3 separate regions of the Mus musculus genome follow, and all the other regions are linked to region 1. The links are chromatin contacts, called in public ChIA-PET and HiChIP or PLAC-seq maps. All regions are on one chromosome and are shown on one strand. The core of a region is the stretch at or near the end of the contact, and the rest is flanking DNA. Distances in the headings are between cores, read along the strand shown. Region 1 has its middle 25 kb from the start of 1700072O05Rik. Region 2 overlaps Atp6v1e1 (ATPase, H+ transporting, lysosomal V1 subunit E1). Region 3 overlaps Cecr2 (CECR2, histone acetyl-lysine reader).

The links. ChIA-PET counts read pairs in DNA pulled down with a chosen protein or histone mark. HiChIP or PLAC-seq counts read pairs in DNA pulled down with a chosen protein or histone mark.
Region 2: a contact with region 1 is called in an RNA polymerase II ChIA-PET map of memory CD8 T cells, with 6 read pairs. The contact joins two enhancer-like sites. A contact is called at or near these places in 1 of 484 Hi-C or Micro-C datasets (embryonic stem cells), 6 of 115 datasets of contacts at active chromatin or transcription factors (embryonic stem cells, large pre-B cells, memory CD8 T cells and 1 more) and 3 of 9 other capture datasets (adipose tissue, embryonic stem cells and pancreatic islet).
Region 3: a contact with region 1 is called in an H3K4me3 HiChIP or PLAC-seq map of forebrain, with 3 times the contacts expected there. The contact joins two enhancer-like sites. A contact is called at or near these places in 6 of 484 Hi-C or Micro-C datasets (bone marrow-derived macrophages, cumulus cells, embryonic fibroblasts and 3 more) and 11 of 115 datasets of contacts at active chromatin or transcription factors (craniofacial prominence, differentiating embryonic stem cells, embryonic basal ganglia and 5 more).

Annotation. Positions count from the first base shown.
Region 1 is chr6:120,577,866-120,581,978 of GRCm38.p6, reverse strand. No RefSeq gene overlaps it. Among named protein-coding and RNA genes, the nearest start is that of 1700072O05Rik, 25 kb to the right of the region's middle. Within about 2 kb of position 1,673, at least 212 of the 459 cell types and tissues checked have an H3K27ac peak or open chromatin away from gene starts, as enhancers often do. A contact at or near this core is called in forebrain and memory CD8 T cells, where this site is marked.
Region 2 is chr6:120,797,641-120,801,753 of GRCm38.p6, reverse strand. Atp6v1e1 (ATPase, H+ transporting, lysosomal V1 subunit E1) reads left to right here. Exons shown (of 9, transcript NM_007510.3): 7 at 617-711; 8 at 3,790-3,877. Among named protein-coding and RNA genes, the nearest start is that of Atp6v1e1, 23 kb to the left of the region's middle. Within about 2 kb of position 1,978, at least 87 of the 459 cell types and tissues checked have an H3K27ac peak or open chromatin away from gene starts, as enhancers often do. A contact at or near this core is called in memory CD8 T cells, where this site is marked.
Region 3 is chr6:120,714,437-120,718,549 of GRCm38.p6, reverse strand. The region is part of intron 1 of Cecr2 (CECR2, histone acetyl-lysine reader); the gene reads right to left. It overlaps Gm52876 (a long non-coding RNA gene), which reads right to left. Exons shown (of 2, transcript XR_003956357.1): 2 at 1-4,113. Among named protein-coding and RNA genes, the nearest start is that of Gm52876, 21 kb to the right of the region's middle. Within about 2 kb of position 1,734, at least 45 of the 459 cell types and tissues checked have an H3K27ac peak or open chromatin away from gene starts, as enhancers often do. A contact at or near this core is called in forebrain, where this site is marked.

The sequences.
Region 1 (4,113 bases), core at 424-2,923:
CAGCAACCACATGGTGTTTGACAACCATCTATAGGGGGATCTGATGCCCTCTTCAGGCAGGCAGATGTATGTGCAGCAGAGCACTCATACATTAAATAAATAAAATTTAAAATAAATAAATAAATAAATGACTAGCTAAATTATGAGGCAGGTCCTTTTTTATTTAAAAAATTTCTATTAATTAGTTAACTAGTCAATGAATTGTGTGTGTGTGTGTGTGTGTGTGTGTGCACGGTGGCCAGCACCTTTAACCTCTGAGCTCTCGTCAGGGCCCCCTTTTGCAGTTTACCAGTGAGAAAACTAAATCTGGGGGTCTGAGGAAGTTGAAGTCTCTCCTTCAAGGCCAGAAAGCCTTGACTGTCGTCCTGCCCAGCCCTGTGCTAAGTTGGTCTCTTGGCTGCTTACCACACCAAACAGCATTGTGCGTTCAAATACCTGATGACAGTCTGGGTGAAGCTCAGTGGCGGGGCCTTTGCTCCGCATATGCAGTGCAAGGCCCAGCTTTGCCCTCCAGCACAAAGGGATGGGAGGTTCGAACAAATGAAAGGCAGGCTTGGGTCCTTCAAACACAAGCCCTTCTGCATAAACTGTAAAGACAAATTTATGAGGAACTAGAGGCACAGCGCGGGGAGTGTTGGGGGCCTGGGAGGTGGGAGGGTGGAGTGGGGGTGCCAGGGGGGTGAGGGTGTAAGGACAGAAAAACAGGGTGGGGGGCACCAAGTTTTATCATCTTAAGCTTCTCACAGTTGAGGTGGCTGGCAGTGCAGGGTTCAAGCTGTGAATTGCGCTCAGAGCCTCTAGGGTATCTCACCAGGCAGCTTAGGGCACACACTTGCTCCCTGGGAAGAGGCACTCTGGAGTTCCTCTCCTGTGTCCCCAACTAATGGGACCTTCTGTTAATGCCTGCCATTGGCGCTGGGGACCTATTAAGCCCTAAGCTAACTTAGGGCTTCTGACTACCAAACCCAAAGTGTGTTGTCACAGGGACACACCAAGCACAATAATATATGTGATATATGTAACATGTGTCAGAGCACATCATATATATGCCTCTCTTCTGCACTATCAAGTATTACAAGAGGTGACTTGACTTTCTCCCGGGTGTTTTCCAGAGCCCTCTATCCCAGAGCCTACTTCCCCTGCAGTCTGGAATGGAACTGGACCCCTGAGGGCTCCTCTGTACAGATTAACCCTTTCCTTTCACTCTTCCTGTCCCTAGCAAAAGGGCTCTGGGCCAAATGGCCAGACACTGGCTCCAGGGCTGGCGGATGCCATAAACCTGTTTTCCTTGGGGACTCCAGAGATCCATGCCTGACTTTCAGAAGCACAAACGTTTTGTTTGAAATGGCCTCGGGAGGAGAGAGAGAGAGAGAGAGAGAGAGAGAGAGAGAGAGAGAGAGAGAGAGAGAGAGAGAGAGAGAGAGAGAGCGCACAGGGCTCCAGACACGTGTTCCTCATTTGCCATTGGTGGGGCACAGGGGCGGCGGAGGGGCTGGGGGGGGGGGCGTGTTGCGGAGTAAGTGCCAGCAGGAGAGAGGCAGACTGCAGCAGCTGCTGCCGCCACCATGCCACCAGGGAGTGAGGCTTCTGGGGGGAATGGAGGGAGAGAGTGCACGGAAGAAGGGGTGGGACTTGGGGACGAGGGCGGTGTCACTGGGGAGGAGAGAGCAGGTGGTGGCTTGTTTATCTGCTCAGCTGTTTTGTATCTCTGAGCCTGAGCGCCAGAGACTGAGACCAGAGCAGCTGGGAGGAGGGAAAGCGGTGCAACTAGGAGCCCTAGTGGTCTTTTGCCTTAGTTACAGGTCTCGAAACCAAAGCAGAGCCGCCGGAGGGAGATCCACGTGGGTGCTGTACTCCCTCCTCTGTCTGTAGGGTTGCTTGCGGCCCATATGCTCACTTCTGCCGTGCAGACACCCTGGCAATGCCCTCTTGCACAGTGCAAAGGTTTTCACTGGGTAGTCACCCCCTGGGCTGACACTGGCACAAATGCAATGTAAATATCCCTGGGTCTCACTGGCACAGTCTTATACGTTAATTGGCATGGCCCTGGGGGTGGGGCGGGCAAGTCTGCCAGCTCCTAGCCTCGGTAGCAACCCAGCCTGTTCCAGTGGATGCCATCTGGGTGCAAACAGGTCACCACCCCAATTTCTGCCCGGTTTGTCCCAGCATCTCCGTCCATAGGCAGGGACTTCCCCTCTCCTGTACATATATAGTCCAAGACCAACGGAGTTACTAACGGGTCCCCTTCACACCCCAGTGCCTCTGTCTCATTTGCATGCTAAATTGTTCAGAGGCAAAGCTCCAGCTTAGTTTGCCCTGCCGCCTTTTGACCAGGTTAATAAACACAGCGGCTTTAGCGCAGGAGCGTTTGGGAGGGAGTCCACCTTAATTACGGTAGTTTGAGAGTTCACTCGCTGTCTCCGCGGCCCTTCCTCCAGCTTTGTTCTTGTTTGTTTGTTCAAATGAGAACGTTTTTGGAGACTTTGGTGCCCGAGTCCCTCCCCTCCCCATGAGGATTGCCAAAGGTCTCTTTCTGCCTTCCTCATGGAGCACAAAGCCAGGATGGCTCCGCTGACAAAGGGTCTGCTCCCCTGGCACTGGGCCTAGGGGTTAGGATGGGGTAGAAAATGCAGATGCCTGTGGGGCTCTTTTAAGCTGCCAGTTTAAAGACACATACAAGCTCATGCTCGCGCGCGCTCACACACACACACACACACACAAACCACCCCACAAGCCACCCATGTACCAAGGGCTGCTGAGCACTGCTCCTCTGACCTCTCTCACCTGTGTCCGGAGGGGGCAGGGCAGGAGGGAAGCTTGCTCAGCCTGTTCAGCCTATGGATGTGCACAGCCACGGCCTTGGTTTTGGGATAGGCTGACTGTGGAAGCTCAGGGATACAGGGGCAGTTTGCAGCTCCCAGAGGCTAACGCTGCTCTTACAACTTTGGTGTTTTGGAGCCATGTTCCCAGGGCTGGATCCTCCCGTGTAAAGAAACAGGATTGTGCCTCTAAGCCCACCCTTTCCCACTTTACAGATACGCTGGCTTTTAGAATGCCAGTTTCCTTGTCTCTAGCCCATTTCCTTTTCCAGACACAAGGCAATCCAATGAAAGTTCTCTCTTCGTGGCAGCAGGTCCCACAGCTAGCCTGTTTAACTGTCTGTTCTTCAACCCCCGCAGCTTTCGGCCACCCTATTGTCGTCTGGTCAGTGACAGCACCTCCACCTTCCTTCTACACCAAGCAAATTCTCTAGTCTTCACTTATGAGAGATCAGAGCTTCAGCTGGCACCCAGTCAATTGACCGGCCAGCTTGGTTTGCAGTGCTGGGGATGGAACCCACAGCCTGGCTCATGCCAGATAAATGCTCTACTCTTGAGCTATCCCCAGCCCTTGTCATTTTGTTTGTTGAGACAAGGTCTCAAGTACCACAGGCTGGCACTAGATTTGATATGTAGACCAGGCTGGTCCCAAATTTGTGGGCAGTCTGACTCATCCTACCAAAAGGTGGGATCGCAGTCACACACCACCCCAGCCTGCCCCTAAAAACAAACAAACAACCCAAAAAAACTTCATTCTTAGATATGGGTAATTGTCAAGTAGTTTTGGTAGAACCCAAGGACTCAGATTCAAGCCTAGTGTGCCACTATACCAGGCTCTGAATAAACTACCAACAGGAGGCTTTTTCCTCATTCAAATCTGTCTCTGAAAGTGGGATTTTATCTTTCATCTTCACAATACTGTTACTGTTCGCTCCTAAATAATTTTTATTTTTAAAATGCTTATTTTACTTTATATTTATATCCTTTTTGCCTGTATGTAATGTATGTCTGTGTGCCATGTGTGTGTGTGTGTGTGTGTGTGTGTGTGTGTGTGAAGTGCCCTTAGAAGCCAGGAGAGGGCACTTTATCCTGGTGTTAAGGATGGCTGTTACCCACCCTTGTAGGTGCTGGGAATTAAACTCCAAACCTCTGGAAAAGCAATCAGTGTTCTTAACTGCTAAGCCATCTCTCCAGTCCCGATCTCACTACAACCACTGCCACCTCCACTACCACCCAACCATCATCAATACCATCATCACCACCTACCACTGTCATCACCAATGGCAGCCATCTT
Region 2 (4,113 bases), core at 729-3,228, 220 kb before region 1:
TCCCCACTGTGCAGCTGATACCACACTGTCTTCTGCCCATACCTCACACCTGAGCTCTGTGGCACTGTCCCTGGAGTCCCTGGTTTGTCCATTCAGTTCCAGGCCCATTGGCTGTTCATGGATGAGCCTCTGCCTCTTCCTCCCACCTGTGTGTGTGCACACACTCCTTCTTCCTCCCACCTGTGTGTGTGCACTCTCCTCCTTCCTCCCATCTGTGTGTGTGCACACTCCTTCCTCCCACCTGTGTGTGTGCACACTCCTTCTTCCTCCCACCTGTGTGTGTGCACACTCCTTCCTCCCACCTGTGTGTGTGCACACTCCTTCTTCCTCCCACCTGTGTGTGTGCACACTCCTTCCTCCCACCTGTGTGTGTGCACACTCCTTCTTCCTCCCACCTGTGTGTGTGCACACTCTCCTTCCTCCCACCTGTGTGTGTGCACACTCCTTCTTCCTCCCACCTGTGTGTGTGCACACTCCTCCTTCCTCCCACCTGTGTGTGTGCACACTCTCCTTTTCCCCCTCTTCCTCAGGAAACACTGTGAGGACCTCAGCAGCAAAGCTCGATTTTACCTGAAACTCTTTTATTGTTTTCTGTTTGCTTCCCCCCCGCCCCCAGGCCGCAGTACAAAAAGCAATCCCTATGTATAAAATTGCTACCAAAAAGGATGTTGATGTCCAGATTGACCAGGAGGCCTACCTGCCTGAGGAAATGTAAGGATCTTTCTGTTAAATCTGCTGCTTGTTATGGGAATGGCCTTGGTGCTGAGTCTTTTAAAAACTCTTTTCTTTATTGTTATTATTCGGGGTGGGGGGAGTGAGTCCCAGTTGATTTGTCTTGCTGCAACACTATGACGGAAAAGCAAGTTGAGGAAAAGGTTTATTTGGCCAACACTTCGAGATCACAGTCCATCATTGGAAGACGTCAGGACAGGAATTTAAGCAGGGCTGGAAGCTGATACAGAGGTCACAGAGGGGGCTGCTTATTGACTTGCTCCTTAGGGCTTGCTCAACCTGCTTTCCTTTTTTTTTTTTTTTTTTTAAAGATTTATTTATTATTATATGCACATACACTGTAGCTGTCTTCAGACACTCCAGAAGAGGGTGTCAGATCTCATTATGGATGGTTATGAGCCACCATGTGGTTGCTGGGATTTGAACTCAGGACCTTCTGAAGATCAGGCAGTGCTCTTAACCATTGAGCCATCTCTCCAGCCCCCTCAGTTGGGCCCTCCCCCATTGATCACTAATTGAGAAAATGCCTTATCTATAGCTGGATATCATGGAGGCATGTCCTCAACTGAGTCTCCTTCCCTTCTGCTGGCTCTAGTTGTATCAACTTGACACAAAATCAGCCAGTACAGTGGGAAAGCCCATCCTGGATTTAGTCCTCAGCCCTAAGAACACTGTTTTCTTGGGTGAGGTCTTTGCTGCAGGAGAAAGGTGTGGCTGTATCCTCCAGGTACCTGCGTCTGTTTTCCTGTCATTCCTTCAAGCTGGTCTTGAGGTCAGGGCGGCAACACTTTGTGCATGGGAGTGTGGAACATAATCCTGTTCGCTGTTGGAAATTAGTGTTGGTGCCCAGAGCTTTCTGTCTGACATCACATTGCTACCATTGCCTAGCCTGGAGCAGGGTCTTGGGAAACCTTGAGCTAAATGGAAAGAGCTGAGGCTTGGGGCTGTGACATGGTTGAGAACGAACATTGGCCGTCAAAAATAGATTTGGGGTTTGAGGGTTTGTTTTATTTCTTGCTACACCAGGTAGAACCCAGGATGTCATGAAAGCGTGAGTCAGATGTGGGTTTGCTTTACTCGGCTGAGGGCTGTCTGAGTGGTGATGCAACACTTATTTTGTCTCTTTGAGCCTTGGCTTCAGTTTTGGTTTTTTTGTTTTTGTTATTCTGGTGGTAAGAGGATGAGACAGGATTTCATTCTGTAGACTAGGTTGGTTTTGTTCACAGCAGCCAGGAGGCTGGGATCACAGGCATGGCTCACCATGCCCAGCTGACTTGAGTAAATTGAAGCATTTGAAATGAGATCATGTCTAGGCGTGCTCAGTGGTGCCGATGTGCTGTGGAAACTGAGCAGACAGTGCAGAGACATCAGGTACAGGGCTGGCTGATCCTCCTGGGACCTTGTCATCAGACATGTATTGAATTTCAGAGAGCAGAATAGCAATGACGTGGGCTGGGGTGCAGCTCGGTAGTTGAGAGCGTGCATAGCAGGTGTGAGATCAAGTCCCATCATCAGCACCAAAGACAGACAAAGTGCCGATGCTTCCCATTGTGTAGTATCTTCAAGTCTAAGACAGCACTGTCATGGCCAGGTATACTAACATTTCCCAATTGACACACAGGAAAAGCTAGGCATGGGGCACCTTCCTGTAATCACAGTCCTTGGGATGCTGTAGCAGAAGATTGTCAGGAGTTCATGGCCAGCAACGTGGAGATGCACATCCTACCAGCGGTGTAGCTGCCAACCTGGGCAACATAACTACACCTTGTTTGAAAACAGAAAACAAAAATTGGCAATTTTCATGCTATGCAAGATAAATAGGTCAAGATCTGCTAGTTTCTGCCAGATGACAAGAGGCAGGCAGTTCTTATCTGAAGGATGCGTGGCTTTCAGAGCCTTTTGAGGTTTAATATTACAGTTAAGAGATTGCAGGCTTACTGTTTTGGGTTAAGTGGTATTTGTTTAATGTGGTTACTACTCCTTTTGGTTTCTCAGAGTGCATTTCCTCATCTACTACATCTCGTACACGAGACTCAGGTTGCTGTGAAGTTAGGAAGCTGTAGGCTCATCAGGAGTGCTGTGCTTGCTCAGGAGGCTGATCACCTCTCAGCCTCTTGGCTCCAATTGATGATAGAGTGTTTGAGGCCAGTTTGAACCATGCAGGGAGACCCTGTCTCAAAACACAGAAGGAAAGAGAAGAAAGCTGACACTCAGTGCCTGCTGAGGTCATTTTTGCTTATTCTCTCCCTTCCTGTCCTCACATTCCCCCACAAAACACCCAGGAGTCAGGATCTCAGCAGAGCAACATCTTTAGTGCTATGGAGACTGGAAAAAAAGAGGGAGGCACAGAAAGGGGGAGATTGGTACAGCTGTGGCCATCAGCCACCGAACATCCCAAGGAGGAAGTACCAATCCTTTCCCACCTGTGCATAATGGCACGTGCCTGTAATCTCCACAGAAGCAGGAGGATTTTAGATGGTAAGTCCTAGGCTAGCCTGGGCTACCTAGTGAAATGTTGTCTCAAGTAGTATCTGGGTCCTTGTCTGATAGTCCATTTATCTTGGTAATTGACAGAACTGGTCATTTGTAGGTGAATCTTGTTCCCCATGGTTCCTTGAAATACAGTTGACCTGTGTATGTCTCTTGAGTGCTGAGAGGCTTTGAGGAGTGAGGTGACACGTGAGGGTGGCTAGAGGCAGGCACTAGGCAGCCAGGCATGTTGAGTCACTGTCCTTCCTTTGTCAGCAGCATGCAGGTGCCGCCTCTCCATAGGCTGCCTGGTGACTCATAGCTAAGAGAATTGAAGCTGGTTTCTACCTTGCTGGGAAGGGCTGGCTAGAATTGAACAGCACGCTGCAGCCCCATGGCTGTGCTCAACAGTCACTGTACCCTGTGTGCGAGCACTGTGAGTTCTCTCTGACGCTGTGGGATTAGTGTTGCCCTGTCTGTACACTTTACATGCCGAGGCTGTCCTGTGCTGAGGGTAGGAGTCGGGTAAGTGTCGTGTCATGGACATACATCTCAAGCCCGTGACATTACTTCCTGTGTTCTCTGTAGAGCTGGTGGCGTTGAGATCTATAATGGGGATCGCAAGATAAAGGTTTCCAACACCCTGGAAAGCCGGCTGGACCTGATAGCCCAGCAGGTGAGTGCAGACTCTGGTTACGTGTCGGCTGGCACTTACTGCAGAGAACTCAACGCTGATCTTCATGTCTCCACATTTGTACACTGAACCCAAGGATACAAGCCTAAAGTGCTGGTCATCTTCCAGACATGGGTTAACAGTTTCTGTTGACTTTCTTAATCCCTTATTTAGGAGTATAGTTTCAACTGGGTGTGGTGGTGCATGCCTAGAGACAGGCAGATCTCTGTGAGTTCGAG
Region 3 (4,113 bases), core at 485-2,984, 140 kb before region 1:
TTACCACAAGAACCACATAGCAATAGGAACACTTCTAGAGGCTGTGTGTTCCACTAAGAACTCCTGCCTCTGACCCAGGTGAATGTTGAGTGTCTGGCATTCTGGTTGACCTGGCTAAGTACAACTAAGCCTATGATAGCTAGCCTCTGTAGCTCTAAAAGAACATTGCTTTCAAGGAGCATTTGCTGTGGGGCCAGGATCTCTGCCCTCCCAGTCCTTCCCCACCTTTGAATTCGGGACATGGTTGTTTGCTGCGCACTAGACAACTTGTGCTACCTCTACTCAACCAATGCTGTTTCCTTTTTCCTGAGGTGTACTATGTAAACAATGAACTGCATTCAAAAAAGATACCTGACTATATATCTGTCTCTCTGTAACGAATGTAACGAATAAGTCATGTTGAAGACACTGGTCTTTACAACTCTTACAAGTCTTCCCAGAAGACTTCAATTTTGTGGTCCTACCACCAAAATGCCACAGCTACATTAACATTTACTGTAATACACACTTCTATGGGATTTACTATGTCCCCTTGTTCACCACACTCAAGCCCTGATCTTTTGAGCTGGGGATGGAACCCAAGACCTTCATTATAGACCAGTATTCACCACTGATATGTGTGTGTGTGTGTGTGTGTGTGTGTGTGTGTGTGTGTAGTGTGTGTATATGTAGTATGTAGTGTGTGCATGTGCACACACACAGAGCTCCAGTTGTGCACTTCTACAAGGCCTTTTCCCAGAGAATGCTAGGTCAAGAGTTATTAAAGCTAGACACAGTGATCTACACCTTCAATCCCAGCACTCAGGAGGCAGAGATAGGCAAGCCAGAGCTACACACTGAAATCCTCTCTCCCCCAACCCCCTATAAGCAAAAAATTTTAAATAGCTGCTTTATCCTGCTCCTGTAGGTAATAGAGTCCCAGCAGTTTATACTAATAAATAAACCAAAAACTCTATAGTGAAACATACCTTTCTCTCATTCTGGAGTGGAATGGACAGTAAGAATGTTATAGGAGAAAACAGCAACAACAAAAGAACGGAGAAGCCATTTTAATCCTGCTTAACAAAAGGACCAGCTTGGTTAACCTTTTCCATGTTAGTTTAATGGTACAGAATCTCAGACACAGAAAAGAAAAAGTTCTGGAGATGTGCCTCACATCGGTGTGACTGCACTTAACACTACTAAAATGTGCACTCAAATGACTAGCAGCAAGGTACTACTGAACTGCACTTAAGAATGGTTAATGGGGAAATCGTTTTAATAGTTCAATTTTAAAACTTTTTGCCACAATTTAACATTTTTTTCTATTAGGAAAATATTGCTAAGTATGGTCTCTGACACATACTATAAATATTACAGGTCATCCTTACAATGACAGTCTGAGCAAACACTAGGGATAAAACGATCTTCAAAATTTACAAGTTTCAGAACAGAAATTGAAATTCTCTTTAACTCACAGCCCATCATGTTCATGCTCTAATAAGTTGCTTACAAAAAACTACTTGGAAATCCAGGTTATTCAAAGCTTTAAGGTTTCAACCTGGAGCTTAAGTCGTAAGACTAAGGCAGCAAGGGAGAGAGCCTCCTAAAAATCTCCACCCCAACCTTTTTTTTTTTTGGTTGCTTTTCTCACTTTCTCTCCTACTCTTTTGTATCTCCCTTTCACTGTGTGCAATGAACTGTGAGCACCGAAATGTGACCTTTGCCAAGATGCTCAGGGGCAGAAGAGGAAGGGAAAGGCAACAGCAGAAAAGGCAGCAGATCGGCAGAGAGAGGGGAACCTTGTTCCCATCCACTCTGCAGCCTCAGAGAGTAGGTGAAGAGAGTAACAGGATTTGCCCCTCTTGCAGCTGTCGTCACAGCTCATTAGTGAAAAGCCCGAATCAATGTCCCCCCACTTTCCCTGCCCCAGAGAACAAATCTTTCCACCATGCAGTGGCTACTGGGGAAGAACTCAGGCTGAGCAAGGGACAGCCCACACCACTGGGCAATGGAAAGTAACACAAAGAGGTGCTTTTAGCACACTTGCAGAAAAGTATTCTTAACTGCTTATTTCTAAAGTCCTGCCTGCTTAACAAAACCATTTGACTATATAGACACTCTAAAGATAGGATATTCCTAAATCCCTTCTCTTAAACAACACTGATATTTTCTCTTGCCTGCTGGGATGCTCCTGTTCATTGTACAAATTTTCTTTAATCTTACTCAATAGGAAATCTTTCTTCTAATTCCAAATAAGGACAAAGATCATAGATTTGCATAATTACCAATCAATCACAATAATGCTTTGAGTTCATTAGAGACAGAAAAGTAGTAAACAAAAACACCTAAAAAGAATAATAGATTCTGTTTGTTGCATTAACTTTTTTTAGAGCTAAAATCCTTCTGATGTACATAGGATCAAGGATGGTGTAGGATCTGGGTCAGCTCTGCTCCTGTGTGGGAACAGATCCACTTCTGCACAAAGGGAAGCTCAGCAGGCCCTGGGAAGGGCTCTCCCAGCTGCTGTTCAAGAGAGAATGCCTGGAGTGTAAGCTCAGAATGCTCCAAGAAAAAAAGCATACTGGTCTCCAGAAGGCACCCTGACTTTGACAGCTGATGCTTTCTCACTTGGTATAAATTAATTTAATCCCAAAGGCATGTGCCATGCCAATTTAGACTGTAGAGTATAAATCAGATAGAGTGCCTATAATGCTCAGGGACCTGAAACCAGCTATAAACAATTTTAGTTGGTCCAGCAGCATATCTCGGATACTTCCAAAGGCTGAAGGTCTGTTTTGCTGCTTTGCTGTAATATTTTTTTTTTCCTCAACTTCCCTTGAAACAGAATAGATCTAAAATAAAATAGCTTCTTCCATCAAAGTTGAATGCAACTCTAAACCACCAATTTTTCTGCAAAATATTAATTATACCAATAAAAAACAGTAAACCTAGAGTGCAACTTTCTATTAAATACGAGATATTTTAGGATTGCGGGGAGGGAGGGGTGAGCAAGGAGGAGCAGGAGATTCCTGCAGCTCCATGGAACTTCCAGACTACAGAAAGGCCCAAAAGCTTTCCACTTGTCACATTCTGGGAGGCTCGTGCAAGCATGGCCACGCAGAAAAGAAATCTGGAAAAACAGGTTCCTGGCTAGCCATACCCAACTTCTACCACCAGGCTGTCTAGATTTCATGACTGATGTGAGTTATTCAATGATGGCAGGTAGGGTAGCTGAGTTCTACCACCCATGGGCAGGATACAGGAAACACAGGGCAAAATGGCACAGCTTCCTGAACAGTCTTACTTTGCGCCTTTGCTTTTACTGTTGGTCCTTGCAGCAGGGGAAGGTACACTTAATTAAAGCAGGAGGCTGTCAGAACTACTTCTGGAAGCTACTTCAAATGACAGTCCAGGCATCAGAAACTATTGGCCCTCTCTACTCTCAACCAGGACTCACCCCTCCCCCTTTTGGCAAGGGGTGTAGGGATTAAGGCAGAGGGCATTTAGATGGAGTGGCTTCTATATGTAATAGAGATAAAACTGGCTTGAGGCCAGAGATGGCTCAGAAGTTAACAGCATAAACCGCTCTTGTAGAAGACATGAATGGGCTCCAGTACCAATGCTGAGAGGCTTAGAGGCCTCCCCCTGGTGGGTACCTGTCCTCTTGTGTACATACCCAATACAGATAAACACACATACACATTATTAAAAAGACAGTTTTTCTCTTAAAAGGACATTGGCTTTTGAAGGAAAGCGTAATCGACCCCAAAAGGTTAAGGTAGACATAATTGGCAGGACCTGTTGTTTGGGAGAGCGATGCCAGTTCTGGGAAGGAGGGGTAGGAGGATATGTTGAAAGCATGAAAATGGACATTGAGAGAAAGGGAGGAAACACTTCAGAAGTAGAGTCTACAGCTTTTTACAATTAAGTGTAGGTTTTAAAAAAAAAAAAAAATCAGAGCCAGACGTGGTAGCGCAAGCCTTTAATCCCAGCACTCGGGAGGCAGATTTCTGAGTTTGAGGCCAGCCTGGTCTACAAAGTGAGTTCCAGGACAGCCCGGGCTATAAAGAGAAACCCTGTCTCAAAAAAAAAAAAACAAAAAACAAAAAACAAAAACAAAAAAACAGAAAC